Regions from separate parts of the Mus musculus genome. Here all the other regions are linked to region 1. The links are chromatin contacts, called in public Hi-C maps. All regions are on one chromosome and are shown on one strand. The core of a region is the stretch at or near the end of the contact, and the rest is flanking DNA. Distances in the headings are between cores, read along the strand shown.

The links. Hi-C and Micro-C count contacts between places; a contact is called where the count stands out from the background.
Region 2: a contact with region 1 is called in a Hi-C map of liver, with 1.9 times the contacts expected there. The contact joins two enhancer-like sites. A contact is called at or near these places in 4 of 484 Hi-C or Micro-C datasets (the HPC-7 cell line, Th1 cells, liver and 1 more).
Region 3: a Hi-C map of liver shows a contact between it and region 1, with 4 times the contacts expected there. The contact joins two enhancer-like sites. A contact is called at or near these places in 13 of 484 Hi-C or Micro-C datasets (the HPC-7 cell line, embryonic fibroblasts, embryonic stem cells and 3 more) and 1 of 115 datasets of contacts at active chromatin or transcription factors (liver).

The regions. Positions count from the first base shown.
Region 1 is chr10:8,225,751-8,230,587 of GRCm38.p6, reverse strand. The region is part of intron 7 of Ust (uronyl-2-sulfotransferase); the gene reads left to right. 4930573G07Rik (a long non-coding RNA gene) reads right to left here. Exons shown (of 3, transcript XR_003948827.1): 2 at 249-350. Among named protein-coding and RNA genes, the nearest start is that of 4930573G07Rik, 19 kb to the right of the region's middle. Within about 2 kb of position 2,352, at least 45 of the 459 cell types and tissues checked have an H3K27ac peak or open chromatin away from gene starts, as enhancers often do. A contact at or near this core is called in liver and uterus, where this site is marked.
Region 2 is chr10:8,063,901-8,068,737 of GRCm38.p6, reverse strand. No RefSeq gene overlaps it. Among named protein-coding and RNA genes, the nearest start is that of Gm30820, 86 kb to the right of the region's middle. Within about 2 kb of position 2,812, at least 102 of the 459 cell types and tissues checked have an H3K27ac peak or open chromatin away from gene starts, as enhancers often do. A contact at or near this core is called in liver, where this site is marked.
Region 3 is chr10:8,084,559-8,089,395 of GRCm38.p6, reverse strand. No RefSeq gene overlaps it. Among named protein-coding and RNA genes, the nearest start is that of Gm30906, 89 kb to the left of the region's middle. Within about 2 kb of position 2,000, at least 22 of the 459 cell types and tissues checked have an H3K27ac peak or open chromatin away from gene starts, as enhancers often do. A contact at or near this core is called in liver and uterus, where this site is marked.

The DNA.
Region 1 (4,837 bases), core at 1,103-3,602:
ATCCCAACATTCTAGAATTCTAGACACAAGAATGGCAAACAGAACACTTACTCAGAAGTACATGTGGATACCAGGAGGAACCTGGGGACACTGACTTCTCCTCTGATTGGCTGTGTGCCCTGGGAGGGGACCAGGAAGTACTAGGAAATCTCACAGTGTCTTACTTCACAAAGCTAGCAATCCCTGGGAGAATAGAGTGGGATCTTGGGAGTGGAGGGACTCCATCCCAGCTTCTTCTCCGTGGTTACCTTCTGAGACTTCATGCTTTCATTTAAGGAGGTGCAGATGTCCTTCCGGCCCATCCCTTTGCAGTCACCCAGGCTGGGAAGCTTACAATCTTTTGATTATACCTTGAAAGAAAAATGAATGTTCTCAGAAATCTGCTCAAGAACTTTCTGGAATCGTTCCCTGCTCTCCATAGAAAACACAGATGCCAGATTGCTAGGCATGTGGCTGTCAACAACTCTTATTTCCTCCAGGCCACTGTCAAGAATTATGTGATAGAGATTTTTTTTTCTCAAATCCATGCATAGCTTTAGTGCATCTATAATACAAGGGTCTGGAGTACATCTTCACAACACTATTTATGGATCAGAGTCCTGTTTGGGGGAGGGGAGAGCAGAATTCATGGGTAATCAAGTCTACTCAAAGACCCCTCTTGGTTGGCAATATGCATGTTATCTGTTAGCATAGGCTATCCCAGAGCAGTCTGTTAGTCGTTCAAGCCAACCTCTATTAACCCTCCTACAGCCTCTGACAAAGCCAGGGCTAACACACCCTTCAGTTGGCCTTGCAGTAGCTGATTCTCTGGAACTCTGGTTCATTTGACCTTGACTTTGACACTCTATTGGGAAACTAAAGATATCTTTCATAAAGTACTACTTCTATCTCTGAACTTTCTTCTCCTAGCCTTGGATTTGTAGATACAGAGATCAGACACAGGCTCCATAGCCAGTGTACTAAGATTTTAACCTATGGTTTCTAATTCTTCCTAATTTTTATTTTTAGTTACATTACTCCTTTATTCATTCATTTAGCATCTGTGTGCACATGTACTCATTCTGGTACATGTGTGGAAGCCAGAAGTCAACTAGTGAAGTCAGTTCTCTCCCTCCATTACATAGATCCCAGGAGGTGGACTCAAGTCATCAGTCTGGGCTGTGCTCTCTCCCAGTTCTTAGCAGCTGTTTAACCTTGGGCAAATTCCTTAGTGTCTCTGAGCATCTGTTTCCTATGAACAAACAGAACAGATAACCTCAGAGATGTCAGAAGGAATGGTGGCAATAATGACCTTATGTTGGTAGTAGATTACCCATTTGATGCCTCCTGATTTGAGCATCTTGGCTCCTTGGTTAGACTTGGTAAGGAATTCTTTTCCTCTTGTGTTATTTTGAAACTCACCTTTGAAAGTAGTAACTGGAGTTATTTTCTAATACAAATTCTGAGGTCACATGAAGTTGACTGACCACATCCCATGGCAGATCCCCATTTGCTCTTGTTTATTTTAAAAATAAACCTAGAGTAAAAAATACATGTACCCCCGATCTCAGATACAAATTGAAGCCAGACATTATTTCCACACATCTGTGAAATGGAGCAAGCAAGCCAGTGGTATGACATGGTGCCTAATGCTTAACCATGTTTTACTAGTCATTGCTAAGGCTGAATTAACGGTGACTTGGAGAATATGTGACAAATGACGCTGTCATGGTAGCCTCTGCCTCTTTAATGTTCTCCATCAAGGATTCTTCATGCTCATGTGAGGTAGTCAGTTAGAGAACACATCTTCAGAAGGATTTATGGGGCATTTTAAACACTCAAAGTCCTGGTTTTCTGAAATCTAATCTTTTGTGCTCTCTCACCCACTTTTCGGGCTGCATGTTTCAAACTGGCTCAGAATTTCTCCTTAATAATTCTAGCCCTTGAGAGAAATTCAAGCCCCAAATTTCCACTTGCAGTGTGGGCACCAAACTTTGCTTAGAGAGCAACATCAACCACCACAGAAATGCAAACCCTGAGGAAATCCATATTCATGCAGATGGATGGGGGAGGGGCTGTTGCAAAAAAAAATGGCATTTTTCTGAAGTTACCATGTGCTTTCATTACTTAAAATGATCCTCAGGGTCATCTGGAAAAAATAAACATGAGAGACCGAGATGGCCAGTGATTTTTCGTTTCTTTCTTTCTTGTTCTCTTTTTTTTTTTTAATTGAGAAGAAATTTTGCCCTAGAAGATTCCAGAATACTGGAAAGCTCCTGTTTTAAAATACTGGAGGGGACACAGGCTCCAAGGGTGAGCAGAGCGAGGCAGATGGCCATGTGAAAGTGGTGCCTGGTACAGTAAAGAGCATCCAGCCAAATGAGTAAACAAAGAAGAAAAACACATTGACTAATTGCTCTGAGAACGAGTCCTCTCATCCTATGCCAGGAGCCTTAACTCACTCCAGATGGTCCAGCGCTAGAAGCTCTGAAAATAGAGCGTTAAAAAAATACACAAAAGTATAAATGACAATTTTATTTTGGTGATGGGGTGATGCTAAGTATTTGTTAAGCAGAAAAACAATATAAAAAGGAGCCAGCAAGATGCTCCAGTGAGTAAAGACACCTGCTGGTAGGCCTGATGACCCAAGTTCAAGCCCCAGGACCCACAGAGGAAGCAGAGATACAGGAACCAACTCCTACCGGTCATCCTCAGATCTCCATAGGTCCCTCCTCCACTATGCATATGCATAGATGTGTATGCATATAAGTTTATGCATATGCAAAATAAGGAAAATGAAAATTGAAAACATAAAACATTTTTTTTTTTTTTTTTTTTGGTTTTTTGAGACAGGGTTTCTCTGTATAGCCCTGGCTGTCCTGGAACTCACTTTGTAGACCAGGCTGGCCTTGAACTCAGAAATTCGCCTGCCTCTGCCTCCCAAGTGCTGGGATTAAAGGCGTGCTCCACCACGCCCGGCCAACATAAAACATTTTAAAAAGTCATAAAAGACATCTACATATAAAGAGAGTATTTTAACTGGGCTTCCCATTGCTGTGAAGAGACACCAGGACCATGACAACTCTTATAAAGGACAACATTTAATTGGGCCTGGCTTACAGTTTCAGAGGTTAAGTCCATTATCGTCATGGTGGAAGCATGGCAGCATCCCGGCACACATGGTGCTGGAGGAGCTGAGAGGTCTACATCTTGACCTAAAGGCAGCCAGGAGAAGATTGTCTTCTGCAGGAGAGGACTGGAATTCCACACTGGGTGGGGCATGAGCATAGAGACCTCACAGCCAACACCTTCATTAAGGCCACACCTCCTAATAGTATCATTCCCCATGGCCCAAGCTTTCAAACACGTGAGTTTGTGGGAGCCAAATCTATTCATGCCTCCACGGAGAGTAGCATTTATTTAGCATGTTTAAATGTGTGTAAGTAGCAGTTATATGTGCAACTATGATGCATGACACTGTGTTCATATTGATCGTATTATTAATATATGATCTTGTGATTCTAAAATCATTAACAGATAAAGGTAGAGAAAAAGTCAGGTACTCAATAAGATACTGAATAATAATCCCAACCTCAGTAATAGTATTCTTCACTCAGCTTCCTTTTACTATTAAAATGACCTGAGATGGCCAACTACTAACAAGTACAAAGGTTTGTTTGGGCTCAAGGGTTTAGCCTAAGATCAGATATCAGACGGGAGGTGTTAGCACATCATGGCGAGAACACCTGCAGAGCAAAGTGGGTCACCTCATAGCAAAGAAACAGAAGAGAGAAACAGACTCCCATTGGCTCCTGAACAGCACACACCCCAAATCCTCTCTCTAAGCCAGTGGCTCTCAGCCTTCCTAACGCTGTGACCCTTTAATACAGTTCCTCATGCTGTGGTGACCCCAACCAAAAAATCATTTTTGTTGCTGCTTCATAACTATGATATTGCTACTGTTTTGAATCATAATTAAATATCTAATATGAAGGATATCTGCTATGTCACTCTAAAAGGGGTTGTGACACAGATTGAAAACTGCTACAGGCCCTCCTCTTTAAATCTTCTACCTTTTCCTTTTAGCACAGGCTGTTTAGAGAACAAGTCATAGCAGATATTCACATTAAGAATGCAAGCACATTGTCTATTAAACTGTTATTATTCATTATACAAGTGACTGCTAAGCAATATAGAAGTCCCTGAAGGGAAGAAGGCAAGAAAATGCCAATTTAGTAGCCCACTATACAACCTGGGGGAAAAGAATATGGATATGTATATTACGTATACATATAATGTACAGGTGTATATTAATATACATATTCAGAATATGTATATTAATAATATATTACTTAATTGATTAATAATAACTTATTGCTAACATTGTTAGTTTGGAGTTTTTGAGATGGGTTCTTATGCAATCCCAGCTGGCTTCAAGCTCAGTATATAGCCAAAGAAGTATAGAATTCCTGGTCCTCCTGTCTTCACCTCCTAAGTGCTAGAATTACAGTCATAAGACACCACTCCTTGCTAAAAGTAATTTGATGCTGTATAACATGAGCCTTCAAAATGTCTATAGCTGGTCAACTGATGGAAAAATCCTGGATCTTGATTGTGGCCCTGGTGGTTGATGATTATAACAGCTGTGAAATCTTATCAAATTGTATTCTTGTGCTGTGTTTATAGCACATACACATATCTTTAATATCTTAATTTATTCAACTTCTTGATGAAAAAATACCCGTATACCATAAGCCATTCAAATCAGATAGATAGATAGATAGATAGATAGATAGATAGATAGATAGATAGAGATAGAGAGAGAGAGAGATAGATAGATAGATAGATACATACATAC
Region 2 (4,837 bases), core at 1,563-4,062, 160 kb after region 1:
ATGCGAGTTGAGGGATACACTTACTCATGGGTATAATGCTAAGTCATTAGAATTCAGTTTAATCCTCTCATTGGCATAATAATAGTCGGTTCTCTCCTAGGGCCTGTGACAGTGACAGGTTTTATGGGTTTTATGCTGTGAAGTTGGCTTCAAGTGATTCAGAAAGTGGTTGGTTGTTCCCATGGCATTCCTGCCACTGAGCATATCTTACCAGGTTGGTCATTATTATAGCTCTTAGGGTTCACAGAAGGGGAGCATTGATGACGATTTTCCTTCTCCAGTAGTGAACATAGCTCCTTCAAACATATGGAGGAGGGATAGAGTTCAGTCAATATCAGCTTGATTTCACTATGTTCTATGACTCAAATATGTGGCATCTTTAACAGTACAGCTCTAGAACTCTTAATATCATTCTATAATACTCCTGACTACAGTTATATTTTCTTTCTTTCTTTTCATTTCTTTTTTTGCAAATATTTCTTTGCCACTCTCAGTTTCTTTAAAGTAGATATTTGGTGATCCAGTCATCCCAAAGAAACCTGCTTCTAAACTATCACATGGAGTTCAGAAACTAAGTTTCTTAAATGGATTAAGACAATGACCCCAGAAGTCAGAAAGCAAAACAGATATATTTGATCAAAGAAATTGGAATAAATAAATAAACAACTGTTCTTGTTCCCATCTGAGAACTTCAGTAGGACAGGAAATAACCCCAGAAATAAAAAGGGGGGGGATTACATGAAACTAAAAAGAGAAGAAAATAGTGACAGTTTACAGGATAGAAGAAATCTTTGCTAACTGTACTTCAGTCAGGAGAGTAGATATCTAGAGTATGTAAGGAATTACAAAGATCAAATGGTCCCTCACGAAAAAGTCTTTTAATCAACCACAAGCTAACAAACTGAATAGTCAATTCTTAAAAATAAAAGAAAGAAACACATATGAATAGTAAATATTGGGAAAAGCATTCAACATCATTAGTCATCAAGAAACATAACATTTAAATTATTTTTAGACTCTACCTTGCCCCAAACTCCACCTAACATCAAGGTAAGAAATGACAACATATAAGGCCAAGATGTAGGCAAAGAGTACATATTGCTGGGAGGGATATAAACTGCAGTGCACAGCCACTATGGAAGTCATTATGGAGGTTCCTCAAAAGACAAAAAACAGAGCTGTATTGTCCAGCCATCCTGAGTATATAACCAACTATCTACTGCCTACCTACAGAGGTAGGATGTACCTAGAATCTACCTAACAGAGATACCTGCACATTCACAATTATTGCTGCACTATCAATAATACCTTAAAATATAGAGCTGGGCTAGCTATCCACACACACACACACACACACACACACACACACACACAAAGTTTATTCAGCCATAAATAAAAGTGAATCACATTTGCAGGAAACAGATGCGACTGGACGTTAAATGAAATAATCCAGGCACAGAAAGACAAATGCTATTGTTTCTTTTCTTCTACCATCTAGACTTCAGTTCTTTGTTTGCTTATCTGTTTACTTATTTCTGTATGTGTGTAGGTCATGAAACTACAAAGGGAGCCATAAAAGCAGAAGAAGAAGTTTTAAGAGGGTGTAGGGAGAGAAGGCTGATAGGAATCTTTATCATGTATACGTGGCAGGAAAGCAGAAGTGGGCCACTGGAGGCCCCAGCAAGAGGAAATGGCACAGAGAAGAGGCATGAGGAATGAGAACAAATAAGAACAAGCATTAAGAAAATGCCAGAGTGGACCCATGTCTGCCCAGTCAACAAATCTTTAAAAAGATGCAGGAAAGTGGAAATTCAAATACCCTAATAACCTATTGTTACTCGGTAGAATGGAAAACTTGAAAAGAGCCATTGGTAAAGCAGAAAGATAAGTCCACTTACATACAGCTATTGAGAAGAGAATCACTATTTTTAAAAATGTGTATATATTTCAATATCTTTGGAAACATAAACATGTGTAAGTTCTGACAGTTAACCAGTATTTGAGATTCAGTCCTGTAAGAAAGGCACCAATACACAAGGTTGAGAATGTTTATTGAAATAGGATGTTCATCATGACACTATTGGATTATGAGAGGAAATGACAGCAATCTATCATTTGGGGGAATGTCTCGATAGGCCTAGTATGTACATACCACAAAATATCATATAAACATTAAAATAAGGACAGAGATAGGGTACTGATCATAAAGGCAGAGAAGAGTTGTTAGCTCTGATTTCATTTTGTCCTGTTAAACTGGGTCACATGGCCACTCTCAGCTGCAAAGGAGGCCCCAGAAAATAAATATTTGCTTGTCCAGTATGAGAAAGATAAGGACAAAGTGGTTGGGACAGGGTACTAGTGTCCTACCTTTTCCTACAGGGACTATGTTGCCTTTTGTTGTTGTTGTTGTTGTTGTTGTTGTTGTTGTTGTTGTTACTACTACTATTATTATTATTGTAATTTCTATCTTGCTTTCTCAAAGAGGAGCATGTGAGATGCGTGCTCCAAGCTATTCTTGAGGGAATGAATAAGAAAGCTTTAAGTGCCTCAAACATCTTATCACGGAAGAATGGCTATGAAGAACACCGGAGGGAAACTGAGTCTAGAGTTCGGTTAAGGAGTCTTGCATGAGTATCAGACCCCTTGCACTGCAGCACTGGTCACTGTCATAGCATGTATACTGGGCTTTGGGAGAGCCTGGCAGCCTGCTACCAATTAGACATTGCTCCCCGAGTGAGCTAAGAGCGTGCACCACACTCCAGCTAGAACCGGAAAGCGGAAGCAGAAGCAACTGTAAGATCTCACAGGAAGCCAAGCTTCTGTTCACTCTGGGAGCCCGGAAGTGGTCTCAGCAGATGGAACCAGTTCTCTGTTTAAGGGTTTCCTGAGGCCAAGTTTGCTAAGAGTTCTCATTTGCAACGTATTATGGGCTTTAAGGTGCAGGCATAGCAGAAGCCAGGCAATTATTGCCATTGCTTTGAAACAACGCATGTATTGTAAAGATTACAACTTCAAATAAAATCAAGCAAATGTTGCCAGTTTAAATGTTAGAAATGAGCAAGATTATCCCACAAAACCAGTACAGGCTGCACGAGCCAGCCAAGAAATAGGTGGATACCTACTGTGCCATCTCAGGTCATGGTATAAAAGGCCTAGCTGAGGAAATCCTGAAGGAGCAGATATGAGTGGAAGATGTCAGAATGAACGTTGGCAAATGGGTTTTCAAGGAAATCATCTTATGCCTATGGAAGCAGGGAGGAAAAGCTACTTAAAACAGATAGAAGCATACATCTTGATGATTTGTTTCCTCTTTTGCTTTTAGGTCTTCAAAATCATGTACTTGACCACCAATGCCCATGTAAGAACGCCATTCAAAATAACAAGTTCTCTGAATCCTTGGAGGGGAGATCATACATCAGAAGGCTGCTTCTGTTTTCCCAATCACACAAGATTATCCAAGTAATAGCTAAATAGCTGGTCCTTTGCCCACAATAAGAAGATAGCTTTTAGCAAAGTTTTGTGGTTCCATGGCTACTTTAAACCTGGGTGGTCTGAAAACCAAATAACCAGTCATTCTATTACTAATTTTTCTCAGTGCTAGTGGGTCACATGCCAGGCAATTTGTACCGGATTTTCCTGCTATTACCTTAAGTTTGCTTGTTGTTGTTTAAGCAGTCTTGGAAGTTCTAGAGCCTCTTAGAACTCGATTAGCTGTGAGGGAGCTGAAGATCCAAGGAACGCTATAAAGAACACTAAATAGCATTGCTCCTATATGCAGAGGCAATGTAATATGCTTAATTCATAATATAACTGCTGAATTTTGTTTATGCTTTATTTTTCTGAGACAGGATCTAGCTTTATAGCCAGGGCTGGTACGGAATTCGCTATATAGCCCAGGCTATTCTCAAAATTGCACCAGTCTTCCAGCCTTTGTTTCACCAGAGCTAGGATGTTAAAGGCTGGTACCCAAGAATAAACTCTTAAGAAAAAGAATCCAGGCATCATTGTAGGCAAGATGCTAAGCCTAAGTGTTTCAGTTAACTTGACAAGTTAGATCAATTGATGAAAAGGAAGTTAAAAGTTACATCCTCAGCAAAGGAAATATGGTTATTTTCTTTGTTTTATATTTGTGGTGCTCAGTCATTGCTGGGCAGGAAGAGGCAGGGATGCTGAACATGATGCATGGATGCAGGATGCAGCATAAGGATGGCAGATTATGGGTTTTGTTGACTCGGTCTGCCTTGGAATGCCACTTAAATGACATAAAAGAGAACATGTCCATGACAGGGCTAGGGCGATGGGCCAGACACTTGGAAGGATTTCAGACAGCAAGTATGTGGGATTGTATTGGGATAAAAATCTGTTTTTTATAGATCCCAGTTATCCTCTAATACAGCCTTATCCTAACTTATTACATCTTCAATGGATCTGTTAGCAAAGAAGGCCCTATTTTGAGTCACAAAAGATTAGAAATATGCCATGCCCTTCAAGGGAAATAAGATTTACCCCCAAAACACTGTCATTCATCCCGGGATTCGTATTATATTCTCTCCCTCTTCACAACCCCCACTCTGTTCTGTCTTTCAATATTGACCCTGACCACTTACATTTTCCAGACTACTTGCCAAAGTGGCTTCTGGAAGCCAATAGAAAGCACTGGCAAGAGGCTGGCAGATGGGAGGAAGGAAGAGGCCAGGATCTGGTTCTTTTTCTCCTCGGGGCAATGCCTCTAACACTAGCTACTGTACCAGGATTTCAGCTCCCACTGGGGTACTGGCTCCATCTGGATGGGCTTGTTGTGGAGTGCCAGCTTCCAGCTCCTGGAGTCAACACTGTG
Region 3 (4,837 bases), core at 751-3,250, 140 kb after region 1:
AATCCATGCTGCTTTGTGGCGCTCTCTCTAGGCACTTCAACAGTGTTTTATCGAGCTGGTGGGTGCAATTTCTTCCTTATCACACTGGTAAGAAATGGAAATTCTGCCAGAGTCCTGAATTGATTTTGATATGTGTCCCCATGTAAGAGTTTTCAACACGAAAGGCTTTGAGACCACTCTGAAAGTTTTCCAGAAGTAAGTCTGCCTTTTGGATGTCTATGGGTCAGTGTTGCTATTTTAAATTATGAAAATGTTTTTTTTCCTATGAAAGAAATGATAAGTTTATAACACTCCATCTTTGTGTGTTTATCCACCCGGGTGTTTTCATCAGGGCCCAAAGGGAAGAGTTGAGAGCACCCTCTGCTCTCAATTATAGCACACCCTGATATGTGTTTTTCTTGTGCTCGGTAAAGTGTATCAATGAATTACAGCACCTAAGTTCAACTAAACAGACCCTGTCAAAGCAGGATTTCAAAACTCAAGGACAGTGACTCACATGAAAGAAAGTCAACAACAGAGAAAACAGACCCTGCCAACCATTACTTGAACCCTTTCTAGACTACAGAACTAGTCCATAGCACGCACACACACACACACACACACACACACACACAATCATCTTTTTTACCCCTGGGAGGATTATAATTGAAAAGGCTTAGGGCTTTTTGTCTTTTTGATGTTATTTAGCACTAAAATAAATTTTGTTCCTACTAGAATCTACTCATCCACCTGACTTAGAGAATTCTCTGCTAAGCAGTTGAAAGTTAGTATCAGTTGCCTACTGCTGCTCTAACAAATCACACAAAGCGATACAAAGTATCCAAGTGCATAGGTTGGAGAGCTTCAAATCAAGGCGCTGCTGGGCTGTGGTTTTTGTAGACTTTCTAGGAAAAAGCCTTTTAAAACTTCCAGAGACTGCTGACCTTTCGTGCTGTGTGGCTTCTTCCTCTGTCTCAGAGACCAGCAACATACCATCTCCAAGTCAGTCTCTGTGCCCCTAACCTGTAGAGAGATCATCTTATGTATTGCACAGATGCCTCATCTGTTAATTAAAAAGGTCTATGGCTTAGGCAGGAAATAGAAGTGGGACATCTGGAGGAGAAAGAATTCTGGAAGAGAAGGAGGTAGGGAGAGGAGCCCCAAAAGAGGTGAAGAGACAGAGGTGTGGTACCTGATCACAGCCATGTGGCAAAATGTAGGTGAAAATAAATGGGTATCTTTAGTTTTGATATAGTCAGAGTAGAACCTAGCTATATAGCCAAGATATTTGTAAAAGTATTTTGAGTCTGAGTCTTATTTCTGAGAGCACGGGACTGGGAAGCAGAATTAGGACTTAACTTCAACAGGAACCCATATTCCTGCCCTCAGCTGCACTGGTTTCTACTCCCTGCCTCCCTTGTATATAGACCACACGATCACGCTGGGGTCCCCGATATTCCAGGATGACCTTCTGTCTCAAACCTTCAATTTAATCTCCCACCAGACTCCTCAGGTCTGTGTGCCATGGTGCAATCAGATGCCCGGGGTTACTGCCTGGACATCTTTGGGGAGGCATTATTTAACCTTCCAGGATTAAAAAAAGAAAAAAAACTATTATTATTATTTTTTTTTTAGTAGTACAGATGTCTTGCCTGTATGTATGTCTGTATAATATGTGTGTGTGGCTGGTGCCTGCAGAGGCCAGAGGAGGGTGCTGGATCCTCTGAAAGTAGATGGTTATAAGTTCTATGGGTGCTGCAAATTGAACCTATGACTTCTGAAAGAAGACTAAAGAGCCATCTCCCCTGTCCCACTTTGAGACATCTTAAAATAGTTCATATGTACACATGTAACTCTGCCTATCTCATCTATAACTAATGAACTAGAATGACTCTAAGTTAAAGAGACAGTAACATCAAAACCAGGAGTGGTTGTGTAATGTCAATCACCCCAGTGCTGAGAGAGAGAGCAGAAGGACCAAGGTCATTCTCTGTTACATATTGAGTTTGAGGGCAGCCAGGGTTACTTGACACCCTGTTCCTGTCTCAAAACAAACAAAAACATAGAGAAGTTTACTGGAAGAAGACACACTAACCTAATAGCCCTGTTGACTCAACTCCAATTGGTCACATTGGCAGCTAGGCTTAGCTCTCCACCCACACCTCACGCAGCAGCCTGCAGCAGGCTGGCTGGAACCTGGAAGCTGTCAATGGTGCCCTGAGATGGGAGCTTGCACCACAGTGCAGCGTCCTGAGACAAAGCTTCAATTCAGAGAAGAAGAAAAAAAAATCAGTCTCCTTGGTTGTTTGACTTTCACGTAGGCAAAACAAGCATCTGGCCGATGGACTCTTTCACTTTTCACACAGTTATTTTAGCTCCTTTGAGCTACAAGCTAAGTGTGCCATTTATATAAATACACAGTAGTCTATTTACAAGGTTATCAAATGCTTTAATTCATCTACGAATTCAACATTCACCACTCCCAACATTCATGTTTACCTGTGGCATGCCAGACCTTGCCACTCTCCACTCCACCCCCAGCTCCCATTTTTTTTTTCTTTTGCCTTGGGTAGAGTTCTCCATCCAATCAGGTCAGGACATTTGTTTTTATTTTTTAACTCAACAAATATTCCCTGAACGCCTGTTATGAGCCAGGAACTTAGATAGATCCAAAGATTCAAACAAAAAAATTCACAGTGTTTATTATTTAACAGTTCAGGAAGAGCTTGTGACCGTTCTCAGCCAGTACGGGTGAGCTTCACAGAAGTGTTCTGGCATTAAGGGTGGAGTTGCTCAAGCAGCCTGCTCTCCATTCTCAGCCAGTGGTGATCCAAGATCTTACTGTAGGGTTTGTTTTGTTTTTCTCTCTTACAGAAATAGTTTTGTATCCAGATTTTTTCCCGAGATGCAAAAGGCATCTTTGTATTAATGTTCCCAGTGCCTTTCTCCTTTCTAGATCTCATTTTATTGAGAAGTTATCTAACATAACTAACTAAAATCTCTTAGTATGAGGGAAGCCCAAAGGTTCCAGGATACATGCCACCATTAAAGTTAAAAAGTGAGCTAGTGGCTCAACTCCAGTGCCCAGTGGATACAGGATGGAGGTGGACAGGACAGAGATGGCATCTGACAAGGGACAGCAGAGGCTGCAGACCCTCCAGGCATAGATTTCTCTAGGGCAGTGGTTCTCAACCTGTGGGTCAAGACCCCTTTGAGGCATCAAATGGACCTTTCCCAGGGGTTGCCTAAGACCATCGGAAAACAAAAGGTATTTACATTATGACTTATAACTGTTATGAAATATAATGCAGCAGATTGGGAGGAAGAGAATACTTGGTGGGGCCATGCTGAGGTGTCTGCCTGCGACACCTCACGGCATGTGACAGACCTAGTATAAAGAAGATTTATTGTGGGGGAAGGAAGAAGGACCTGGAAAGAGCTAGAAGCATAGAAAGGGTGAACAGAGAAGGACAGAGATAGAGAAAGAGAGGAAGAGAGAAAGGGCAGCCAGAAACATGTGGGAATAGAGAGAAAGAGAAAGGAAAGAAGAGAGGGGTAGGGTGTTTGTGAGTGGATTGAATTGTCATTGCTGACTTGTGAAGTGAACTGCCAATTTCTTGACAACACAGATGGGACTTGCTCCAAAGAACCTTTCTTGACTGGTCTATTTCTCAAAGTATTCTTTCTTTTCCACTACTTCTGGGGGTAGTGAGCTAAGAGGGAGGCTAAAACATTTCAGAACCATCACTAAAAGTGGGGCTTGAAAAATTAAAGTTGCACAGTAGCAGTTAAATTTCATTTTGGATGGGCCATAATCTGAACACTGGGGCTGCTTTAACAAACTCATTAGATTTTCCAATTCTTGACCTGCCTACAGGTCAAGACTGACTCTTAGGACTGAGAAGGCCTCCAGACTACTTAAGCATGAGAGTCGGGAGAAAGTAAATAGAAAAAGAAAGACAAGCATCGTTTTAGAAGAAGAGAACATTGGCTCCAATGTATCCCTGGAAATGCAAAACAAAAGACAAGGGATTCCATTTGCACCTCAAGATGGCTGCACGGGGATTCACATTTGTTGCCTGTGTGGGAAGTGGAAGGAGAGAACAGCAACCATTACCTAGATGATTGTCACTGCTCACCACATGTCTCAGAACCAGAATGAAGGGATCCCCATCTAAGGAAAGGAAATCAGGGCGAGGAGGAGGCGCACAAGGAAGGGAGAACGGTTAGCAGGTGCCGTAAATCCCAAGGTCACCATGGGAAGCCTTCATCCTAGGATCTTCAGCACTGTGCTTTTCTCCCCATGAAAATGGTCTGAAAGTGCTATTGTGTCAGAGCCAGAGATTCCTTTAGGTGCCTGGTCTATTATAGGCAGATATTCATCTTAAAGTCCTCTTGCTTTAATAGTCATCTTAGGACATGTCCTATCTCCTCTAGTTTACTAAAGGGCTGAACTAATGAACTTCTTTAGTAAGAAGCTATAGCGTGGCAATTGAGCAGTAGCCAAGGCATACTAACAACAGATTGCACACAGGAGGCCTAATCTTCATTGTCAGCTTCATCGGATTTATGATCTCTTAGGATGCCCACTTTGGTATGTCTGTGAGGACCTTTCCAGAGAGGTTTAACAAAGGAAGGGAGACTCTCTCTAAACTGGTGCCGAGAGGCCTGAACAAAGGGAGAGAAAACAACAATAAAAACAGTAACAACAGGATAGCCAGATGAGTCCCAACATTGATGGCGCTTGGCTCCCTGACTGTGGATACAATGTGACCACCTGCCTCCGGCTCCCACCCAGGAGTTGCAATTGAACCTTCCTTTGTTAAGCTGCTTTTTGCCAGGTGGCAGGGATTACAAG